Regions from separate parts of the Mus musculus genome. Here regions 1 and 3 are each linked to region 2. The links are chromatin contacts, called in public HiChIP or PLAC-seq and promoter capture Hi-C maps. All regions are on one chromosome and are shown on one strand. The core of a region is the stretch at or near the end of the contact, and the rest is flanking DNA. Distances in the headings are between cores, read along the strand shown.

What was found. Promoter capture Hi-C pulls out the DNA fragments that hold promoters and counts their contacts. HiChIP or PLAC-seq counts read pairs in DNA pulled down with a chosen protein or histone mark.
Region 1: a contact with region 2 is called in a promoter capture Hi-C map of embryonic stem cells. The contact joins the promoter of Cebpe here to the promoter of Gmpr2 in region 2. A contact is called at or near these places in 2 of 39 promoter capture datasets (embryonic stem cells and hippocampal neurons) and 1 of 115 datasets of contacts at active chromatin or transcription factors (bone marrow-derived macrophages).
Region 3: an H3K27ac HiChIP or PLAC-seq map of extraembryonic endoderm stem cells shows a contact between it and region 2, with 4 times the contacts expected there. The contact joins the promoter of 1700123O20Rik here to the promoter of Gmpr2 in region 2. A contact is called at or near these places in 1 of 39 promoter capture datasets (liver), 1 of 484 Hi-C or Micro-C datasets (B cells) and 1 of 115 datasets of contacts at active chromatin or transcription factors (extraembryonic endoderm stem cells).

The regions. Positions count from the first base shown.
Region 1 is chr14:54,710,835-54,713,534 of GRCm38.p6, reverse strand. It overlaps Cebpe (CCAAT/enhancer binding protein (C/EBP), epsilon), which reads left to right and starts at 1,361. Exons shown (of 2, transcript NM_207131.1): 1 at 1,361-2,086; 2 at 2,661-2,700. The coding sequence starts at 1,577.
Region 2 is chr14:55,670,889-55,673,588 of GRCm38.p6, reverse strand. Gmpr2 (guanosine monophosphate reductase 2) reads right to left here and starts at 1,354. Exons shown (of 10, transcript NM_177992.2): 1 at 1,205-1,354; 2 at 788-883; 3 at 520-639. The coding sequence starts at 874. It overlaps Nedd8 (neural precursor cell expressed, developmentally down-regulated gene 8), which reads left to right and starts at 1,709. Exons shown (of 4, transcript NM_008683.4): 1 at 1,709-1,794. The coding sequence starts at 1,777.
Region 3 is chr14:54,684,718-54,687,612 of GRCm38.p6, reverse strand. It overlaps 1700123O20Rik (RIKEN cDNA 1700123O20 gene), which reads right to left and starts at 1,442. Exons shown (of 2, transcript NM_021437.2): 1 at 493-1,442. Acin1 (apoptotic chromatin condensation inducer 1) reads left to right here and starts at 682. Exons shown (of 19, transcript NM_023190.3): 1 at 682-1,144; 2 at 2,537-2,602. The coding sequence starts at 833.

The DNA.
Region 1 (2,700 bases), core at 112-2,611, 960 kb after region 2:
TAATGAAAATAAATTCATTTTAAAAATTCTGTCCCTCCCCCTAGAACATCTGTTTGCAATAAAAGAGCCAGGAAGGTATGGTAGCACAGCTATCAACTCAGCTCCGTGGAGAATGAAGCAGGAAGATGAGAGTTCAAGGCCAGGCTAGGCTAAAAGGGAGGCTCAACCTAAAAAAAAACAAACAACTGAAAAGTGACACACTTCTCATGTCTCTGTGTTCTTTTCTTGTCAGTAAATCCAGAACCGTGTCTGAAGCAGGGCCACAACCAAACTGGAGAGAGCAGGAAGTTCCGAACAAAACAGAAAAATGAACTTTGGGGGTTAGTAGAAGATCAAGAAGGGCGGGCAGGCAGCTACCAGCTTCTCCTTCGGACCCCGAAACAGCCCCAGGAAGAGGTGAGGACAAGAGAGAAGACTTCTCAAGCCTACAAGAGGAAGTGGACCCGAGAGACACGCACAGGTCAGAAAACAAGGGCCTGCATGCAGCTCAGGGCACAGGAAATAGGAGGCAGAGCCTCAGGCCAGCGCGGGTGGGGTCAGCCAGAACAGCTTTTAGGGTGGAGCAACTGGGACCTCCAGCAGATCCTTTCTGTTGGTTCTGAGGCTGCAGCTTGCCTGGGCCTGAGGTACAGGACCCATGTCTTGACCAGAAACCTCAGCTATGTCCTGGCAGCCCCGGACTGTGCCAGGCTGCTAGCCATAGCCAGATCTGGAGACATGCACACAAGCCCTGTGCAAAGACCTAACCGAAGAACCTTAATAGGGGCCCTCTGGAGGCAAAGGCAGGCAGAACTCTGTGAGTTCAAGGCCAGCCTGAGCTACATCGTGAGACCCTGTCTCAAAACTAGCAAATGGGCATACCCTGTACTAGGGCCAGGGGTAGCTTGGTCCTAGAATCTACTACTACTTCCCAAACCCTTCAAACAATGATGGTCTACACAGAGAAAAATGTCTTGGGAGGTGGGGCTACAGAAGGAACTGACTTACCCCGGGGTAGGTGGAGTTCAGGACTTGGGGGTGGGGGCGGGGAGGGGGGGGGACGGGACAGGGAGGAAGATGCATCAAGGGAGGAGTTTAGACCAAGTTGGCACTGGGGGAATGCTTTGTCTATTGGCTCTGGCTTGACACCTCACTCTGCACAGGTCTCTTTGGAAATCGGAGGAAGACAGATATTCAGAGAAGCTACTCTGGGCAAGGGATTAGAATCCCTTGAACTCGCAGGGCAAAAAGGGCCATTTTCTCAAACAGCAACTTCTGGACTGTGGCTGGGGCCTTCGCAAAGAGCGCCCTAACTGCTAAGCACCCCTCCCTCCGGGGTGTGCCCTGCCCCTCCCTTAGTCACCCCAAGGAGAGAGAGGAAAAGGGAAGAAAGGAAGAGGTACTGACTACAGAAGGAAAGGGAAGCAGAGGAGGAGAGAAGCCACGTAGGAGTTGGTGACGGAGAAGACCAGAGAGGGCAAACCTAGGGCAAATCTAGGACCGGGGGAGATCCAAGAAAGGGCAGGCTGAGCATCCCAACGGGCGGGCGCCCCCAGCACAGGACCCAGGGGCGGGGAGCCAAGGGGGCGGGCCGGCCATGTCCCACGGGACCTACTATGAGTGCGAGCCTCGGGGTGGCCAGCAGCCACTTGAGTTCTCAGGGGGTCGAGCTGGGCCCGGGGAGCTGGGGGACATGTGTGAGCATGAGGCCTCCATCGACCTCTCCGCCTACATCGAGTCTGGGGAAGAACAGCTACTTTCTGACCTCTTTGCCATGAAGCCAACGCCTGAAGCCCGAAGCCTTAAGGGCCCAGGAGCCCCCTCGTTTCCTCACTACCTGCCGGCTGACCCTCGGCCATTCGCCTATCCCTCACACACATTTGGCCCAGATAGGAAGGCTTTGGGGCCTGGCATCTACAGCAACCCAGGGAGCTACGACCCCAGGGCTGTGGCGGTGAAGGAGGAGCCTCGTGGGCCAGAGGGCAACCGAGGCACCAGTCGAGGCAGCTACAATCCCCTGCAGTACCAAGTGGCACACTGCGGGCAGACAGCCGTGCACCTCCCCCCGACCCTGGCAGCACCTGGCCAGCCCTTGCGTGTCCTCAAGGTAAGACCAAGGTAGCTCTCCCCGCTTCTTCCCCCCAGGGTGGAGCAAGGTGGGTGGTTGAGGGAATTCTGACTACTGGGCTTCCCTAACAAGTCTATGTTTGGTGCTCCTCTGTGAACATGCCCTACCCCAAGGTCCTGTTTCCCAACTCTGTGAATTTATTTCTTAGAACTCGGCTGTGTCCTGAAGACACTTGTAATAGCTGCTCTGCCCTGATCTCAGGCAGGACCAGGTTTCCTGCTGTGCACTATACCTCTTGCTTCTCTGCTGCCTGCTTTTGGATGAGGAAACATGGCTGACTAGAATTTTAGAACGGGAGACTTATTACAGACAAACCAAAGGGAAGGGAATAATGAGAGCATGATAGAAAGCTTTGGTCTCAGACCAAGGACCATATGTATCTGGGTTACGGTCCTTCACAGAGACAGGGAGATGGATGCCTGGGAGATCGGAGCTCTCTGGGAGTCCTGTATCCCTTTGAGGCCTCACATATGCTCTCCCTGCTGGGTTTCCTGCTTAGCCTTCACTCTGCCTCCTGGTGGACCCTCACCTCTCTGTCCCCCTTACCCTCCAGGCCCCTGTGGCAGCTGCTGCCCCTCCCTGCAGTCCCCTTC
Region 2 (2,700 bases), core at 105-2,604:
TTCAAAGGGAACAATCTGTATTTAAGAACAAAACTTCCATTTGGGATAGATCTCAGAAACTCCCAGGAACCTAAAAGAACCTTAAAGAAGTGAAAAATTAAAATAATAGTAGGCATACAAGAAAACTAATAAACTCCTTTTTTCTGTAATATCCCAGGTTGAAAATTTTTAAATACTCAAAACAGTATTTAATTTCTGGACTAAACAGTGACTGCTTAATGTTCAAACAATGACTGACTGAAGAAATGCATGTGCTTGGGTTGACCTGGGTGGGCACTGGAAGAATTTGGTAAAGTATATAATTTATGGGAGATTATAATAAAAAAGATGAAACAGATCTAAATTTGAATCTCACTAGTTCAGACAGATCTTTGAACTGATCAAATGGTTCTTAGTAATGGAAAAAAAAATAGTAAACACAACATTCTGTTAATTGCCAGAGACTGGGAATACAGATGCAATTCCTCTGTAGCCGCTAGCTGGGAGAAGATCTGGTAGGGGGCATAAGGTTAATCTCACCTTACAGAGAACCCTAGCCATTTCAAAAGTGCCCACGGTATCCATATTGGCAGCAATGACAGGGATGCCACTGTACATCTGCTTTGAGTTCCGGAACGAAAATGATCTTGTGAGCTCTACCTGCAGACATTAAGAGGACATTAAGATTTCATTCATTCAGAAAATATGTATCGTTCTCGAACCTGACAGCTTTCTTGGACCTGGTCCATTAGAAGCTTGAGGTAAAAATAAATAAATAAATAAAAACCAAGGAAGACAACTGGCTCACCTCACTTCGAGACTTAAGAGTGCTGCGTTTGGGCCTCAACAGGACATCCTTGAAGTCAAGTTTCACATCATTATCAATATGAGGCATGATGCAAAGCTGGAGTTAGATTTAAAAAAAAATGAGGCTGTAAGACTGGGAAGTAACAAAGTTCGCCTCTCACGCTTAAACTGTGTAAAGTCAGATCAGGGTGTGGTTCTTCAAGTCTCCCTGGGACCATCCAGTGTCTGGATTATCCTAATGCTTCAATCCCAGGTATGATTTTTAGGGAGAATTGGGAAGAGATTATGGTTCCTGAAGGTGCTTCCTTACCTAGTTACTCTCCCTTTTTTCGCCCCTGCAAAGGGCAACTTAGAGTAAGAAGCTAACTTAGGGATGAGAAAAGAGATTTTAACCAGCTTCCGGCATAGCGGTACTCACTTCCTGTTGCTTTGACTCAGGTGGCAGTTGACCAAAGATTCTTTTGCTTAGCAACTAGCCGCGTGCAGCCTCGATGAGCCTTCAGGGCCACTCGAACGAGTTCCGCTAATTGCAAACTCGACTACCCAAGGAATTCTAGCTTCGGGCGCTGTGCAAGGCCTTCTGGGTAACAGAGTCCACACACTCAAGCTGCCGTTGAGTGCGAGCGGCAGAAGAACTACAACTCCTAGGATGCAAAGGACAGAGCTGCCTCCAGGCATGATGGGACAAGTAGTTTGTTCCGTTCCAGCTCGCCGCTAACACCAGTTCGGTGGCCACGCGCGGGGTCTCAGGGCGCCGTCTGGCTGTTCCTAGCCGACTTGCCTTTCTCTTTACAACCCCACTGACACAGAACACGAGGGCACTCCTGAGCGTTTCGGGAACCCGGTGGAAAGAGGAGAGGGTGGGTCCAGAGAGTGACCCGGAAGCAGAAGTGTTCCTTGCCGTGGAGTGCTGGGAAGCGGCAGCGGCAGCAGCGACCACAGCGGGAGAAGCAGCACTCTAGCCGCCTGCAACCCCAACCTGGGAAGAAGATGCTAATTAAAGTGAAGGTGGGAGCGTTTCCAGACTTTCCAAGACTCGGTGCAGGGTTGGCCGCTGCGCCTTAAGGGAGAGGCGGGAAGGAAAACCATGCCTTTCCTGAACTTGGAGGGCTGACACCCTCGGGGCCCTGCGCGAGGCTTGATGGGAACTAGGGGGACCCCGGGAGGCTTTGAGCTCTGGAGGCCGATCCAGCCTGAAGACTTCGGGTCTTACAAGGAAGCCTGTCCTACTTTCTTGCCAGTCTGTATTCAGACCCAGAAGGAGGCAGCGTTTGTCCTGGTCTCACTGTATTCAAGCCCTTGCAGTCATAGAGAAGGCCTGGCAGCAGCTTGGCTCCTCACTCCAGAATTTTTTGGGAAAGCTTTGTCCCCTGTTCTTCATGCCTAGATTGTATACTTCTCTCAGGCCCTAACACAGGCTCCCTCCAGAGCACAGCACTGATTAGAGTCTGATGAAAGTGAGGGCCTTTCAGTAGCTAGACTACGAGCCAAGGTTAGTGTCTCACCCGTCTTACAGTAGCTAAGCTCGGAGTGGTACTAGGCACCTTCTGTCGGAACTGGACATTAAGAACTAGCCTCATTTCTTTGGCTAATTTAGGCTACTTATCGATGCGTTGGTTCTTGGTACTCTGTCTTCAACTCCCGTAGATGTTCAGTTTTAAACCCATCAGGCCATTCTGCTGTACATTTAGACAGAGACACAAAAATGATAATAATGAGGAGGCCTGGCATTAATCTGACCTTTTCATTGCTGTGTTCAGTCTATCTTCAGTTACTGGACACGTCAACTATTAGCCTTTTTTTCTACATTCCTTCCAAAAAAAACTTTAATTAAAGATTGAAGTCAGAGGGCAAGTTGATGATTACTGTTTTTCAGACATGGGTAATCTATGAATTAGCAATAGGTCTTTGACT
Region 3 (2,895 bases), core at 193-2,692, 990 kb after region 2:
TGCAAATGTAAGCCAACTTATTCCAAAATGTTTCCGTCCTACAGTTTGTTTCTCCAACAACGAAAACCTTCACCTCTCTATGACCGTAATTACTACTGCTGTTCCTACCTCTTCAAGTTGGAAGATTTGTATCGACAAAGAATAGAATCCCTAAACGTAAGTTCTAAGTCCCGGTTCAGGGTGACTGCCAGTTTCAAAGTGGCTCTACAGGGAGAAGTTTCTCCTAAAACTTCTCTTTTTCAGAGAAAGGTAATTTTTAACCCAGGGTCTTGCTACATGGCTTCCATGGTTATTGTCATTAATAAACTCAAAAGACCTGATTTTTCTTTTTCCCACGTAGGAAGCCGCAGGTCTCTCATTCCTTAGCCCCACAGGACAAAGTATTTCTTACACAGAATGGCCGGGATATAGAAGATGGAAGCAGGAGGGGTCCCCAAAAACCTGCAGACACCAAGTCTCATCTGGCCTAGGAGAGACTTCTTTTCCTCTTACCTTCCTTTTCCCCTTGGAAGACGCCCAGAGATCACAAGAGTCCTTCAGCTCCTGCTCCAACTCTCCGAGCCTCTTCCATGTTTCCTGAAAACCCGAAGCAGAGCCAGCCCCCAGTAACCCACGCACTTCCGGTCCGGAACCAGCCCCAAATACCCAAGTGCCCCAGCGCCCCGGCCCCCAGGTCCGGAGATAGCCGAATATCTCCGATTATGGGTATGCCAGATTCGAGGGCTTCCGAAGAGATTCGATTCAAAGCCCCGGCAAGCCGAAAACAAACGAGCCTGAAAGCCAGATGGGAGGGGCCAGCCGCTAGGTAGATGGAAAAAGCCGATTGGTACCGATGTGGGGACGGAAACGACCGAACAGCTCCGGAGAAACCCGGGGAATTCTGAGCGGTAATAGAGGGGTAGACTATGGCAGTGGGCGGGGCCAATCCGGTCCGTTCGAAGGGCGTTGGCGGAAATTACCGAAGATGCCCGAAGCCGTCGGGACGGACCCGAGTACCTCACGCAAGATGGCGGAGCTGGAGGAGGTGACTCTGGACGGGAAGCCTCTTCAGGCTCTGCGGGTGACCGACCTGAAGGCCGCACTGGAGCAGCGAGGCCTAGCCAAGAGCGGGCAGAAGAGTGCCCTGGTCAAGCGGCTCAAAGGGGTGAGAAGTCAGCGTTGCCGAGGTGTCGGAGGGGAGCGGACCCGGTAGAGACGAGTCTCCGCCGCGGCGCAGGCGCAGTGTCCGGGCTCGGCGCGAGCTCTCTCAGGCCGCCAGCGCGAGCCTGCAGATCCACGCGCACGGTGGTTGGTGTGGCTGGCGCTGGGATAGAGATAACGCCGGTTCCCGCCTTAACGGCAGCGGCGCGAGCCCAAAATGGGAGGGTGCGCGCTACTCTCCCGGAGTGTCTTAAGCTCCTTCCTTCTTCCCCCACCCCCTCCTTGTTTGTGTCTGTGTTGTCGGCGCATGCGCTGCAGAAGGAGTTAAATCCCTCTACAACCACCGGTGTGGCTGGCCTTAAGGGGGCGAGCAGGGCTGGGTCCGAGTTAGGGATACAGTTGGGCGGATGGGGTTGCTGTCTATGTCTGCAATAGGACATTTGTGATAGGGTAAAAAATGTCCGCTCGACTAGATTAAGTGAAAGGAAACCTTGATAGAAAGACTTGGTCAGAGACGGCTGTCTAATTTATAGGGAATCGAGCAGCAGTCTGGATAAGTATTTGGTGGCTATTGGTACGAGAGGTGAGACAGATTACTTTAGGCTGGGGATTTTGTGTCGGTTTGAGTAGTGAGGGTGAGCTTGTCGGGAGGTACACATACTGTGTATCGCTTTGGTGTAAATGGAGGGAAAGAAGGTGAGCTGAACTAGTGTTATTAGAGTTCATTAGCATACGTGACTCGTAATACTGATGGGGACTCTGGGTCAGTTCAGGGTTTGAGTTGACAGACCGTTGCTTATCCCGAAGCTGACAGTTTGTGGGTGGGTGTGGATTAGGTCAGACCACTGGTTACAAGGTCTGTGGTTAGTTTCCCTGTGAAATTTTTAATACATTTTATTTGTCCGGGTGTTACACTGCTGGAAGTTGTGCAAGTTCAGTTAAGTAGTTGTAGTTCTGAAAAACTAATCAAATAATAGTCAAATCCAAATTAGCCTCTTGTTGGTTTTATGTGATTTGAAACTTGTTCTGAGTACTTGGAATTTTTTTTTTGCCTGTATTACCGGATTTAGAAGTGGCTCCTAGTCAAAATTGCAGACAATAATAGAGATTCTAGTTCCGATTCTGTCATTTTTGCTGATTTTTGTGACATAGCCAGGTCACTGATTCTTTGTGTGCCTGTGTTTTACATTTGGGAGCAGTAACCATGGCTACCTTTAAGAGACTTATGAAGATGAATGAGAACAGTATTAATAAAGGGCTTTTAGTCTCGGTGAAAGGAATATAGTATAAATGTATATTTAAGTAATTGAATGAGAAGGCTGTGGGAGAGGTAGAGACCTGGATTGCGTTTTTGTTCCCCCTCCCGGTTTCTGATTTTTGCTCTTCTTTATACCAGGCTCTAATGCTAGAAAATTTACAAAAACACTCAACACCCCATGCTGCATTCCAGCCAAATTCACAGGTAAGAGAAAAGGTTTGTTTAGATAGAATGGGCTATTTGGAGACTATAGTAAGTAAATGGGAAGACATGGTGTTGTTTTCCTTGTCATCAGAAGCAGTATTTTCTTAAACTATTTTTATTGCAAGTGATCTCACACTAGACAGTTGATGTCTTTTTTTTTTTTTTAAGGTTTATTTTTATTTTATGTGTATGGGTGATTTGCCTCCCAAAGGGTCCCCACAGAGGCCAGAAGAGGATGTCAAATCCTCTGGAACTGGAGTTACAGACAGCCGTGAGCCACCATATGGGTGCAG